Regions from separate parts of the Mus musculus genome. Here region 1 is linked to region 2. The links are chromatin contacts, called in public HiChIP or PLAC-seq maps. All regions are on one chromosome and are shown on one strand. The core of a region is the stretch at or near the end of the contact, and the rest is flanking DNA. Distances in the headings are between cores, read along the strand shown.

The links. HiChIP or PLAC-seq counts read pairs in DNA pulled down with a chosen protein or histone mark.
Region 1: a contact with region 2 is called in a CTCF HiChIP or PLAC-seq map of the NIH/3T3 cell line, with 5 read pairs. The contact joins the enhancer-like site here to the promoter of Svep1 in region 2. A contact is called at or near these places in 6 of 39 promoter capture datasets (the 3T3-L1 cell line, the C10 cell line, hippocampal neurons and 1 more), 1 of 15 datasets of contacts at CTCF or cohesin (the NIH/3T3 cell line), 1 of 484 Hi-C or Micro-C datasets (bone marrow-derived macrophages), 4 of 115 datasets of contacts at active chromatin or transcription factors (bone marrow-derived macrophages, embryonic forebrain, embryonic limb bud and 1 more) and 1 of 9 other capture datasets (adipose tissue).

Annotation. Positions count from the first base shown.
Region 1 is chr4:58,745,861-58,752,569 of GRCm38.p6, forward strand. No RefSeq gene overlaps it. Among named protein-coding and RNA genes, the nearest start is that of Olfr267, 37 kb to the right of the region's middle. Within about 2 kb of position 3,826, at least 67 of the 459 cell types and tissues checked have an H3K27ac peak or open chromatin away from gene starts, as enhancers often do. A contact at or near this core is called in the NIH/3T3 cell line and adipose tissue, where this site is marked.
Region 2 is chr4:58,201,603-58,207,987 of GRCm38.p6, forward strand. It overlaps Svep1 (sushi, von Willebrand factor type A, EGF and pentraxin domain containing 1), which reads right to left and starts at 4,994. Exons shown (of 48, transcript NM_022814.2): 1 at 4,241-4,994. The coding sequence starts at 4,774.

The DNA.
Region 1 (6,709 bases), core at 2,576-5,075, 540 kb after region 2:
TGTCTCGACCCGACAGACTGGAAACAGTCAAATCCCTGAGCTGCAAAGTTGTTTTCTTCCTACTCTACCAAAACCCAGTGTGTACACAGAGACCTTGGTGGAAGAGCTAAGTCCTAAGGACCCCCAAGACCGAAGTGTGCCCTCATGTGTTTACATTAAGAATGGTTTCCTAGGTTCCCTGGTGAGTGTGTATCTGCTCTGGATCAGTGTCCAGCAGTTCTTTGCAAAAGAAAATGGAGCCAGATGCAGTTAGAGCATCTGGAGTCCTGGATGGTCTGGAGACTGAGGGAAGAGATCACTTGAACCTTCTAGTGTATTCCTAGCCTGATGGAAAAGAGGGAGGGAGGGAGGGAGGGAGGGAGGGAGGGAGGGAGGGAGGGAGGGAGGGAGGGAAGGAGGGAGAGAGGGAGGGAGAGAGGGAGGGAGGGAGAAAGTTTGAACAAGGATTTATCAGAATTAACCAGTAATCCCTGTAGCAAATCATTTTTGTTCTGGACCTGGATCCCTGCTGCTACTTTTTGGTACCCACCATACCCAGCCTCAGCCTTTTCTCCTTCTGTGTCTTTAGAAGCCTATGCTCAGTCGCGAGAGCCACGCTACCACCTGCACATGACTTAAACTATCTGAAGGTTTGAAAACCCTGGGGAGATCTTGCCCATGACCAAATCTTCAAAGCCCAGCCTCTTGCCTGGACCTTGGATACCTTCCCCTCTAGGAGGTGATCTCTACCATTCCTCTGTGGGATACAGCAGAAGCTACAAATTTGCCTAAAATTGTACCCTTGCTTGGATATTGTCCTTCTAAGAGATCAGCTTACTCCTTTGTCTGTCTGTCTGGGGAACCCTAACTTCATATCTACCACTTATGCATAAGCTCAGATCTTCAGCTCCACACCTCCTTGTGCATAAACCAGTTCAGGGCAATCCCCAATTTTGTTTTGTTTTCTTTTGTCTGTTTTTAATCTCTGATTCTGAATGCAACAGTATATCCAGAATATATAAGAAGTATAATCTTATTTCTTCACAAGCACACACAACGTTCAGTATGTCTGGGAACCCCTTCTGTTTTAATGTGAAGTCCTTGGGTTCTGTTTGTTTGTAAACAATACTGAATTCCTGGCGGGCAGTCTGAAGTGGGCTTCTGCGCCGTGCGCGGCCATCAGTGTGCAACCCTGTACGCATCGCAGCATAAGGTGCACGCGTCACCAGTCAAAACTCAGTTTGGCATCACGTTATGGATGCGTGAAAATTCTATGCTTCTGAATGTGAGTGGATCCCCAGCCATTTCTAGAGACTGAATGTGGCCCTTACTGTTTCAGAGATAATGGGTCCTGTGTTTGGTGTTCAGACTACACGTCTCAAAGGGGATCTTTGTCTGCTTAGCATGGAAAAAACATTAGCTTCTGTATTTATTAGAAAGAGAACAGCAGCCCACACTCAGAAGAAACCACCCCTGATAGTGTTAAGTTACAACTGTTAAGTCAACCCGTAGGTTAGTGAGTTAGTAACCCAGGCCAGAGACATCGGGGCTGGGTGAGGGTGGGATAAACAGAGCCCATCGCGGTGGGGAAACATGGCAGCAGGAGGAGGAAGCAGAGATCTTACATCTTCAAGTGAAAGCATGAAGCAAAGAGATTGAACAGGGAGTGCAGTGAGACTATAAACACTACATAACGTCTAGGATCCAGGTCTGCTGAGATGGTTCAGCAGGCGGAGGCACTCGCTGCCTAGCCTGGCGACCTGAATTCTATCCCAAGGATCTACACAGTGGAAGGAGAGAGTTTAGTCCCACAAGTTGTCCTCTGACCACCCATGTGAATACTATGACATATGAACACCCCCTCACACAATAAAAACAAGTAAATGTGTGTGTGTGTGTGTGTGTGTGTGTGTGTGTGTGTGTGTGTGTGTGTGTATGTTCCAAAAAAGTAAGAGAAAACAAGCAATATTTGTCTCTCTGAGTTTGGCTTCAACTTTGCTTAATATGTTGATCTCCAGATTCATCCATTTTCTAACAAATGACATAATTTCTCTCTTTATGGATGAATAAAGACTTCTCTACTTTTTGATGGCAAAAGAGTATCCTGTTATATAAACCATAATGACGCTTGGGTTGGATCCATGGCTGGGCTGTTGTGTGTGGTGTTATAGTTAATTTGGGTGATCAGGCATCTCTTCAACAAACTGATTTCAAATCCTTTGGAAATAGGCGCAGAAGTAGGGTTGCTGGGTTACAGCAATTATTTCTTTACTCTTCTGAGGAACCTCCCTATAGTCCTCGAAAATGACTGGACTTCACAAAGTGGTTTGTTAAGCAACATGCATTTGAAGCACTGAGAAAATATAGGTCATACTTCTGTTATTTGGTTTATTCCTTTTGTTCAAACCATTCACAAAATGAATCAAAATGCTCTTCTGGGAACCTGGTATCCAGGTCAGTGGTAGAGTACATGCTGAGCACACACGTGGTCCTAAGTTCAAATCCCAACACTACTTATTGTTTAAGTTAAAAAAAAAACATTCTAGCATGCAACATTTATTGAAAATCATTTGAATTTATTTTGCATTCTGAATAGTAAATACACTTTTCTGTTGACACCATTATGCAAGAAATGTGTTTCCGCCTCAGGGTGATCTTAGAACATTTAACTACACAACTTTTATTGCAGCTCTCGTGTGTTGATGGTATGAAATTAGACGCAATGGGAGCACAGAACAGTCCTTTAGATACTTTGCCAACTTTGTCACTTTCGTGCATTTAATCTGTGTGAAGTGACCATGTTGAAGGTATTATTACTCTCATCAGGACGGAGCTGGGAGAATCAAATGCTTTGCCCAAGACAGCCCCAGGATTTGCAAACTCTGCAGTCAGGTGCAAGCCCCTGGTAAATCTGGTCTTCAGTGCAGAGCGAACGGACCTTGGGTCAAGGTCACAAATAACAACCATATAAGCAGCAAGCCTATAGACAATATGTGTTTTTAATAAATATTATACATGAAAATTAACGAGGACACATCATTTCTAAAATATTAAGTAACATAATTGAATGAAGTGTGTATACAAATAAAATTAAGTTTAAGAATATTTTGAGGTATAGCTTAAATAATCTTGAAAGCAGTTTCAATGCTAGGTTAAATTTGTCTATAGGAGAACTCAAATCTCCCTAATTCATAGTTTACATTTTCTATGGTATGCCGTGATCCTGGACAAAGCCTTGTGGCTGATTTGATGACAAAGCTGGACAGCAGGAGACTTGGAACCCGAATCCTCCTCAGCCCAACAGAGATTGGGCCCCAGCAAGACTGCGGTCAAGGGCTGAGCAGCACTGGGGCAGGTCACAAGGCGATCCCGGAGAACTTGTTCTATGAAGAAACACGTGACATCTAGCCACGAAGCTGTTGTTCTGTAACTTTTCAGCCTCGGCTCTAACCATTCCAAAACAGGAGCGGAAGAGCGGGTTCTGACTAAGCTGCAGAGAGATGGAATTTTAACCAGCCTCCTTGGGGATATTATGAGCATCTTACAGAAGGGGTCATATCCTGTTTCTTCCTCCGGTTGCTACAACTGTGGTTTGTATATTGGCTGTATCAACTAATGTGAATTTATAACCAAAAAAGAAAAAAAAACAGCCAAGAGAAATCCATACTCTTGCAAATGTACATTTCTCCTAACAGCAGGCACTGTTTTAATTCTGGTTAGGTTTGGTTTGGTTTTCTGTTATAGAAGAAAAAAACACACATTTTCATATCCTACTGTTATCACAGAAAGTAAAATACTGACATAAAGGAGTTTCGAATTCAACATTAGTATAAAACAGCAAACACACTAAGGGCCTTAATAACTACACAGTGCCCCCTAGTGTGAATATAAAAATTAGCATGAACCCCACCAAAATAATTGATCTCTCTGTTTCTCTCTGTCTCTCTCTGTCTGTCTCTGTCTCTGTCTGTCTCTCTCTCTCTCTCTGATATGTGTTATCAGATGCCCAAGGAGGATAGATAGAAATAGGTGTCAGAGCCCCCCGGTACTGTAGTTACTTCTAGTTGATTCAGTTGATTGTAGATGACCTTCTATAAGAACAGCAAGTGCTCTTAATGATAAGCCCATCTCCCCAGCACCTATTTACTCTTTTAAATTATAGGAACATTTATTTTTGTGTCAATTGACTTATATAAAACTTTATATTTAATTTATAATAAACTTCCCATAGGGTAGATGATCAGATTCAAATGAGAAGTAATATGAAGGCATATGAATGACTAGTAAGACACTCCAAAAAACAAATACACATTTCTAAGGGGAGAAGATAAGGGGACATAAGAGAGTAAGGAGAAGGAAATTCACGTTTCTTCACATTCTGTAACCCAGCTGGTCTGAAACTCAGCATTGGGTAAAGGTGACCTTGAATCTGAGATCTCCCTGACTCCCCCTCAAGAGTGCTGGGTCTTTTTATGCAACATTGGGAACTAAACTCAGAGCCTTGTTTATGCTAAGCAAGCAATCTACAGCTGAGCTCCATCTCCAGTCAGGAAATGAGCACCTAACACCTCTGGAACATAGCTGCTTTTTAAAAAGAGAGAGGAGGGGAGGATTTTCCAAGAGTTCAGGAAATATTAACTTGCAAAATTTTCCTGAGCCAATCATTTTGTAAATTTTCTCAAAGGAGAGCTCCCGTCATCAGAGTTGACCACCCACTGGCCACAGTCTTCCATGCTCTTTGGTGTTCTAGGCATTTCATGGTGCTTCTTTCCTCCTGAATTTTATGCTGGGGTCCGGACTTTGTCTTCTTTGCTCTGACCACTGAGAAGTGCTCTCCAGTACTACAGAAATGCAGGTACTCAGCAAAGCCAAAGGACCACTTAACAACATCCTGCCAGGCTTAAAGAGTTTCCCTAGCTGGACCCAAGATGGAGGGAGTCTCTGTCATGCATTTCTGCTCTTACGTCTTTGTTCTCTTCTTGTTTCACCAAGAATCTGTGTATACATCTGTACTGGCTAGTTTTGTGTCAACTTGACACAGGCTGGAGTTATCACAGAGAAAGGAGCTTCAGTTGGGGAAATGCCTCCATGAGATCCAGCTGTAAGGCATTTTCTCAATTAGTGATCAAGGAGGGAGGTCACCTTATGGGTGGGACCATCTCTGGGCTGGTAGTCTTGGGTTCTATAAGAGAGCAGGCTGAGCAAGCCAGGGGAGGCAAGCCAGTAAAGAACATCCCTTCATGGCCTCTGCATCAGCTCCTGCTCCCTGACCTGCTTGAGTTCTAGTCCTGACTTCTTTCAGTGATGAACAGCAGTGTGGAAGTGTAACCCTTTCCTCCCCAACTTGCTTCTTGGTCATGATGTTTTGTCCAGGAATAGAAACCCTGACTAAGACAACATCTTTTCTTCTTTTCTCAAACTCACTGCCCCAGTCTGGAGAATTCTTAGACTGGTCCTCAGTTTCCCTGAATTTCACCGTGACTCTTACATGAGAGATCACTAGAACCTCAGTTATATCAGAAGAGAAACCTGGCTATGATAAAATGAAGAAAATGCTCATATTTTGCACTGGCTATAAATTAGTGCCATAACCCACTGGATACTAGTTATACCCAATTCATCTATTGCTAAGACTTAATTCTGCTGATGTCCACTATGTAACTGATTGTTTATACTTCTTTTCCTATCTTGGTATCCTCAAAAGTTCAAGCCAAGCATGATGTCACTATATGATGTCACCTATATTCTCAGCACTGGAAAGGCTGAGGGAGGAGAATGATGAGTTCAAGAACTAACTTGCACAGTGAGACCCTATCTCAAATAAAAATTTTGATGACTCCTTGTATGTACTGATATTTTTTCAAAAACCAGCCACACTTGATTGTCGTATACGATATTTCATTTTCTAAAATTGAGAGGAGAAGAGCAATAATATTTTACCTTAATAAAATTAACTTTTACTTATATGTGTATGTGTTCCCTATAGTAAGACTATACAGGACAGCACTGAAAGGCATTCAACAGTTCTCAAGCCAACACAATGGTTTTATATTAAAAAAAAAAAATCCCTGCCACTCAGAGGTTAAGGCAAGGGGATCGCTTTGAGTTTAAAGCTAGTCTGACCTACAAAGCAGTATGAGACCCTGTCTCAAGAAAACAAGCAAAAGAAAACCAAACAAACGCTTGCATGTTTTGAATAAGTAAGACTTCTTGAAGCTGTTGTGCTTTCAGGGCTGGCTTTAGCAAAAGCAACAAGAATTAACACTTTGTTTTTGTTCCACTGGAGTAAACATGTGGAGAGATTCTAGACAGAAAGAACAAAGCTGTCACCCAAACATGGAAACACTGAGTAAGTAAGCATTACAGCTCAACTATTGGGCAAGTGGGCTTGCTCCAGAGGCATGGAAAACAACCTTAACACAGACTCAGTGTCAGATGGGGTAGCGTGAGCCACTTTCTGAGATACAACATCTTAAATTTATTCTAGATGGTGGTCTGGCATCATGGCACATGTCTATCATTCCAGAATTGGAGAGGCTGAAGCAGGAAGATCAGAAATTCAAGGCCAACTTGAGGTTACACCACAAGCCCTTGTCTCAAAAAATAAAACAAGTAACAAAAAAGATGCAGTTGCATATTTATTCAGTTAGGGAAACATCAGGTTATGAGAAAAGATGAAACACTTGTATGTGAAACACTTTATTTTATTTATAACTATCCTATTCCTAAG
Region 2 (6,385 bases), core at 3,744-6,243:
AATTCGATTCAATAGATTGATAAAATAATAGATGCCATCTTACTGGCAGCTGAGGGGTTGGATTAAGATTTAAAGTATGTTGCCATTCAGGGAGAAAAAGAACCATCCCCAAATTAAAAAAAGATAGGTAATGGTCCCCAAATGTTCAAATGTGTATTAGAAAAGGAACAGCTATAGAACTAGATAGGGTGCATAGGGCCATGTCCAGCCTTGCTAATAGAGGAATACATTTCCTCACACATAAAACCAGGGCATATCTAAATACTGACATAGGTTGGCCAGTCTGCATCCTAGTACCTGCATGGACATCACACTGGGAGTGCAATCTGGTGCCATTTTCTGCACAGCAAGTTGGCACACACATACTCAATGATGTCCCTTCAAAAGTTTACACTTATAAGAGGATCAGAGACGTGGACAAACATACAATATACCGCTTGTAACAGCCTGCATATACAATAATAGTTAATCACAAGATGAAATAAAGGCACAATCTACAGTGGGAAATTATGTGGCTGTAAAAACAAAACAAAAACAAAACCTGATAAGGTAGAAGTGAATTTTCCATTATAAATAGTGTGACAAAAAATATGCGTGACACAGAAACCTACATAGAGGGAACAGCTCCTTTCACTTTTAGGTACATACTATTTATACATTATACATAAGCATATATATGCATATATTATCTATCAACATGCCACAGTATGATTATAGAAAACTTTTCTAATTTTTAAATTTTCTATACATTATCTGTAAAGTAAAATTTATGAAGAGGGAAAATGAGTCTAAGAGACTCATAAAATCCAATAAGAATCTGACTGGGAAGAGTGGTGGTACTTGCCTATAGTCCCAGCTATATGAGAAACTGGGATGAGAGCCCCTCTGTTCCCAGGGCTTCAGGATGACCTGGGCAGCGCTGTAAGATTCTGTCCTACACACATATACAGGTGGCAGCACTAACGGAATTTTGTGGATTATAAAGAAAAATAAAGACACGAGGTGGGGGAGGGGGATGGGAGATTGATGGAGGTTCAGGGCTAGGGCTGAGGAAGAGATAAGGGAAGATGGGTCCAAGATACATCATATGTATACATAAAGAAGAAACGCAGATACAAAAAAATCATGATGTTTTGATAGTTCAAGAATAACTGTTTAAAATAAAAATTTAAAGTTGAATCGGGCCTCTCTTTTTAAGCCTGTAACAACCAGCGACTCAGGAAGCTGAGGTGATAGGACCATAGTATAGGATTAGCCTGGGTAACCTAATGAGACCTTGCCTCATAATAGTAAAAAGTTCAAAGGAATAATAAAAAGTTGAGAGAGAGAGAGAGAGAGAGACCTGGGGCTACAGCTCTGCGATAGGGAACTTACTCAGCTTTTATGAGAGCCTAGGTTTGATCCTCAGTACGACAAAAGATAGAATTATAGATAAAAATGTGGCAAATAATTAGGTCTAAATTTCTTAAAGTATTTACAGAACTTTTGAAAAGTAATAACTATCTATTGATACAAAAAGTCTGAATGAGCAAGCAGAGCACTATTATAAAAATGTAATAGCTCCCAATTACTTCAATGTTTTCTATATTGAAATCGAAATCCTTATTAGTTTCATTGCTACTATAATGAAAATAAATTAAAAAGTCACATTACAAAACGCCTATGAAAGACAAGACAAATGAAAAAGAAGATTCTTTTTTCACTATCTCACACTTAAATATGTTGTAAAGTTACAATAGCTAAGTCATTTTTATGAACTTTAAACTTGAGATAGGATGAAATAGAATGAGGAAAGGGCCAAGTACCCATTCATAGTTACATGGTTAAAGAAACAGTCAACTAAATCGAGAAAGAACTAGTGTCTAGTGAGCAAATTAGTGAGCTGGGACAATTAACAGCCTTAAAAACTGAGACATCTGTGTATGGGAGCCCTAAGCAAGTCCCAGATTAAGCAATTGTTAAGTGGAAAACATTTGGGCAGTGGACAGTTGTCTAACAAAATAAGGAAATATAAGAACTTAAGTATTTTTTTTCTTAAAGATTATTTCATGCGTGTGAGTGCTTTGTCTGCATTTCCATATATGCACCATGTGCATGCCTGATGCCCAGGGAGGTCAGAAGAGGGTGTTGGATCCCTTGAAACTGGAGTTAAGGGTGGCTGTGAGCCACCAAGTGGGTGCTGAAACATGAACCTAGATCCTCTACAAGAGCAGCAAGTCCTTTTAACTGCTGGGCCGTCTCTCCACAGCCATCCAGATCTGGATCTTAAGAGCAAAATTTGATGGATTTGAGCAAATGAAGGTTTAAACTATTCTTTCAATGACACAGTAATAAATAAGCATGGAAAATACAACATGCTGGAAATATATACTTGCTGCATGTGCAAAAAAAGTCACTGGCTTTACTACACGAAAAAGTGTATGCAAATCACTAGGAATAAACAAATATGCCTGTAATGGCAAAAAGGGCAAAAACTATGACCAGGCTAGAAAGAAAAAGAGACAAATACCCAGTTAACACAATAGCTAATTTTACATGTAAGATTATAAAAATTGAGCTTGCTAGAACAATTCCTCTAGTTTGTTACCAAATTAGCAATAATGTGTTTTAAAAGGAGCTGAGGGGGTTTTCAACCCTATGGGGGGAGCAACAGTGTTAACCGGCCAGACCCCCCAGAGCTCCTGGGGACTAGACCACCAACCAAAGAGTACACATGGAGCGACCCATGGCTCCAGCCACATATGTGGCAGAGGATGGCCTTGTTGGACATCAGCATGTTCAAAGCCCTAGTGTAGGGAATGCCAGGGTGGGAATACAAGAGTGGGTAGATGGGTGGGGGAGTACCCTCATAGAGGTAGTAGGAGGGGGGATGGGAGAGGGGTCTGAAGGGGAGACCTGGAAAGGGGAAAACATTCGAAATGTAAATAAAGAAAATATCCAATAAAAAATATCATGTATTCAGATGCACATAACAGGAGAATGTAAATTTATACAACTCTCCAATGGAGGAGGTGGCAATGTGGACCAAGACCTTTCAAATGTTCATGTATTTTACTAAATAAGGAATTTAGAAAGCCCTCCTAAAGAAGCAGTCAAAGAGGGCTTCCTAAACTCCTTATTTAAAAGGCACGAATGTGTGCTCCCCACACAGCAGTTCTCAGCACTCAGTTGTCATGAGGCTGGAGATAGGGCTCAGTGGTTAAGAGCACTGACTTTCTCAGGTATGGCTTGCCTGAAGTCCACTGCCAGCCCACCCCCACCCCGACTTCCGCATGACAGCTCACAACTGCCTGTAACTGCAGTTCCAAGGGGAGCCAATACTGTCATGCCACAGGATACCATGAATTAATGTACATTTGATCATATTCAACAGCTGAAGAATGCAGGCTGCAAAACCGTAGGTTAGCAAGTTTGTTGAAATAACATATGAGTAACATACTGGACAACATTCAACTGTATATCCGCTGGAATTTTAAGGATAAAGAGATTATTCGGATTCCCCATTCTCTTTTGTTTCATTTATTCTACAAACATTGACTTGATGGGTTGCCTTAAATATTTCTCAGTATTCCAAATTATGACCTACTTTGTATTACTTTGTAGTTAGGAAAAAGACTCATTTTTATAAAAGTAATATAAATTACATTACTTCTGTCATATGCTAAGCATTTGTTTAGGAAGACCTGGAACATAAAGTCATGGTGGCCAATGGCTGTCATCCCCGCGCTTGGGAGGTGGAGGCAGGAGGATCATAACTCAGGGACACGCTCTGCTGTGTTGTAAGTCGGAGACCAGTCTTGGAAACACGAGAGAGCCTATCACAAACTAGTAAACAATTAAAGTCTGGAAGCAAAGTTACGAAGTCTATGTCATGAAAAAGAATTAGGACTGTCCTCAGCTCATTACATGTCCCATCTTCACAAATATTTGTTAACCATACCTGTTTCAGCTTGTATAAACAGTTTCCTCACAAACTTAAGTGAGCTTAAAGGTCCCTTCCTACTAGGGTCCCTCAAGGAACCCTTTAAGAAATGTGACACCTCCTTAAGCATTTAAAAACCCATTTCAGTCTGGACCTTCACTAGGGCAGCAGGAGAATGGTCATATTTGTGCTTCTTGGGACGCTGGCTCCCCTTGGACACCTTAAGCCTTGCAGGAGCTGAACCAGGCTAGAGAAGGGGTTGGCAGCGGTGGGCAGGAGGGGCCCCAGGCCGCTGGCCTGGGTGTGTGGGGGTCTTACCGCGGCTTGCTGGAAGGCGCCCTTGGTATAGGTGCCACCACCGCGGTAGGTGATGGCCGGGATCTCGCGGCTGAGTAGCGCGCACTTGTGTTGGTGCGCGCGGCTGGTGGAGATGTAATCCACGCGCGCCACCACGTTGTTCTTGGATGAGAAGGTGACGATGGCCACACGCGTGGCCGTGGACACCACGGGGAAGTCGGACAGCAGCTTGCGCACGAACTTGAGCTCGTTGAGGAAGTTGGTTTGGCCCACGCTGGACGACTCGTCCACCAGGAAGACGAGCTCCAGGCTGCCGCTGAGCTCCCGCAGTCGCCGCACGCGGCTCCGGAACGCGCGGCCCAGGCGCTCCACTTTGCTCCCTGCTGCCTCCTCCTCACTGGACGCGGGAGGTACCGCCAGTCTGCCCAGAGCCCCCGGAGAGGCCTCGGGGAACAGGCGGAAGCTGAAGTTGAGCGAAGGGGCCACGGGCTGGAAGTTGGTCCAGCCTGACACCAGTGCCAGAGCCCAGCAACAAAAGGCCAGGCGCGACCACATCCCGCTGGGGACCGAGCGGTGGCCCCGGGGAGTGCAAGGCGACAGTCCCCGAGCGCGCAGAGAGGCGCCAAGGTTCCCGGACTAAGCGGAGGGGACCCGGGGTAGCAACCGCGAACCTCAGCGTCCTTGCATGTGACACTGGGGACACGATCCAGACTCCTCTGGCAGCTCGGGGACTCGGGAGGGACTGGAGGGATGTGCTCCTCTGACTCTCGGCTATTTGGTTTCTCTCCTCCTCCTTCTCTCTCCCGAAGCCTATAAAATGTTTGAAGGAAGGGGGCAGTGAAGTCAGAGTCGCTTCCCTCCTTCTCTGTCTGTCCTCTCCTTCCTTTTCCCACTCCTCTCCCTATCTCTCCTCTATCTCTCTCCTCCCCCCTCTCTCTTGCCTGGGATCCAGCTAAAGACTCTTGGAGATTCCATGACACCAGAACCCCTCGCCTGTCATGCTGTCAACATTCCCTCACAAGCTCACTGATTGATCCCATATGTCTGGCAAGGAGCTGCGGAGGAATGCGCTGGAGATGGATGTGGATACCGAGAGTGCCACAGTAATTGGAAACACTGGAGAAGAAAACACACACGCGGGGCTGGCAGAGTTGAAAGCATGCTTTGAAAACTGCTTGCTCACCTTTTGGGGTTCATTCCACTCTTGGGGGGTGGGGTGGGGTGGGGATGCGTGTCTAAGCCTCCCAAAGTGGATATTTGCATAACTTTCCTGAAGGGTCTGTCTGGTGAGTGGTGCAGAATCCTGAGAACCTGTTCAGATCTCAGGCTGTTGAAGTGGGTGGGGCCCACCCGTGCGCATCACATACGCAGAGTTATCGTTCACCTTTCCCGCGGTTAATCATTCCTGTATTGTTCATTCTTTCCTCCACGTAGCAGCTTGCGATGCTCTATAGGTAACACGAGCAGGGGAAAACTGACATGGACCTGTCCTCTAGGAACCTGTAGCAGGTAAAAGTGATGTCACCATCAACTTGATATTCATACGTGAAACGAATATGTATGATTACACATGTTTATGTGTATCACATATGTATATATATATATGTATATATGTGTGTATGTATATATACATATATATATGTATACACACACACAAAATTACAACTGACCTTGCTTAAACAGAAGTTTGTCTTGCTTTCAAAGGCAAACTTGACTTTAGCCAAGGCCAGGCAAGCCTTCTATGAGGACAGAAGTTTATGCTAAATTTTGAACTATAAGTAGACACCCTGTGATATTAACACCCTCCTCTTTTTATTTGATGCAACAGATTAGATCGTCCTGGCATATATACCCTTTGGAATACCAGCTGCTACTTGGAGTGATTTTTCCAATTAAGACCTCAAAGCTGTGCACGCTGAAGCACATACTTATTACATGAAAGGCAGAGCCCTTGCCTAAAAGATTCCAGCTAGGAATCAGGAACTCTGCGTAGTTATGTAAACCCCCATCACCTCTGGGCTTTGGTCCAGTGTCTACTTTTATTTTGCCTTGGAATCAAATGACCCCAGAGTTCCGCTGCTCTCCAGCAGTGAGTGGTTTAACTCCAACTCTATTTAATCAACTACCTTCAACATGAGAGGTGTCAGAGCGTGCAGGCCCAAGTGG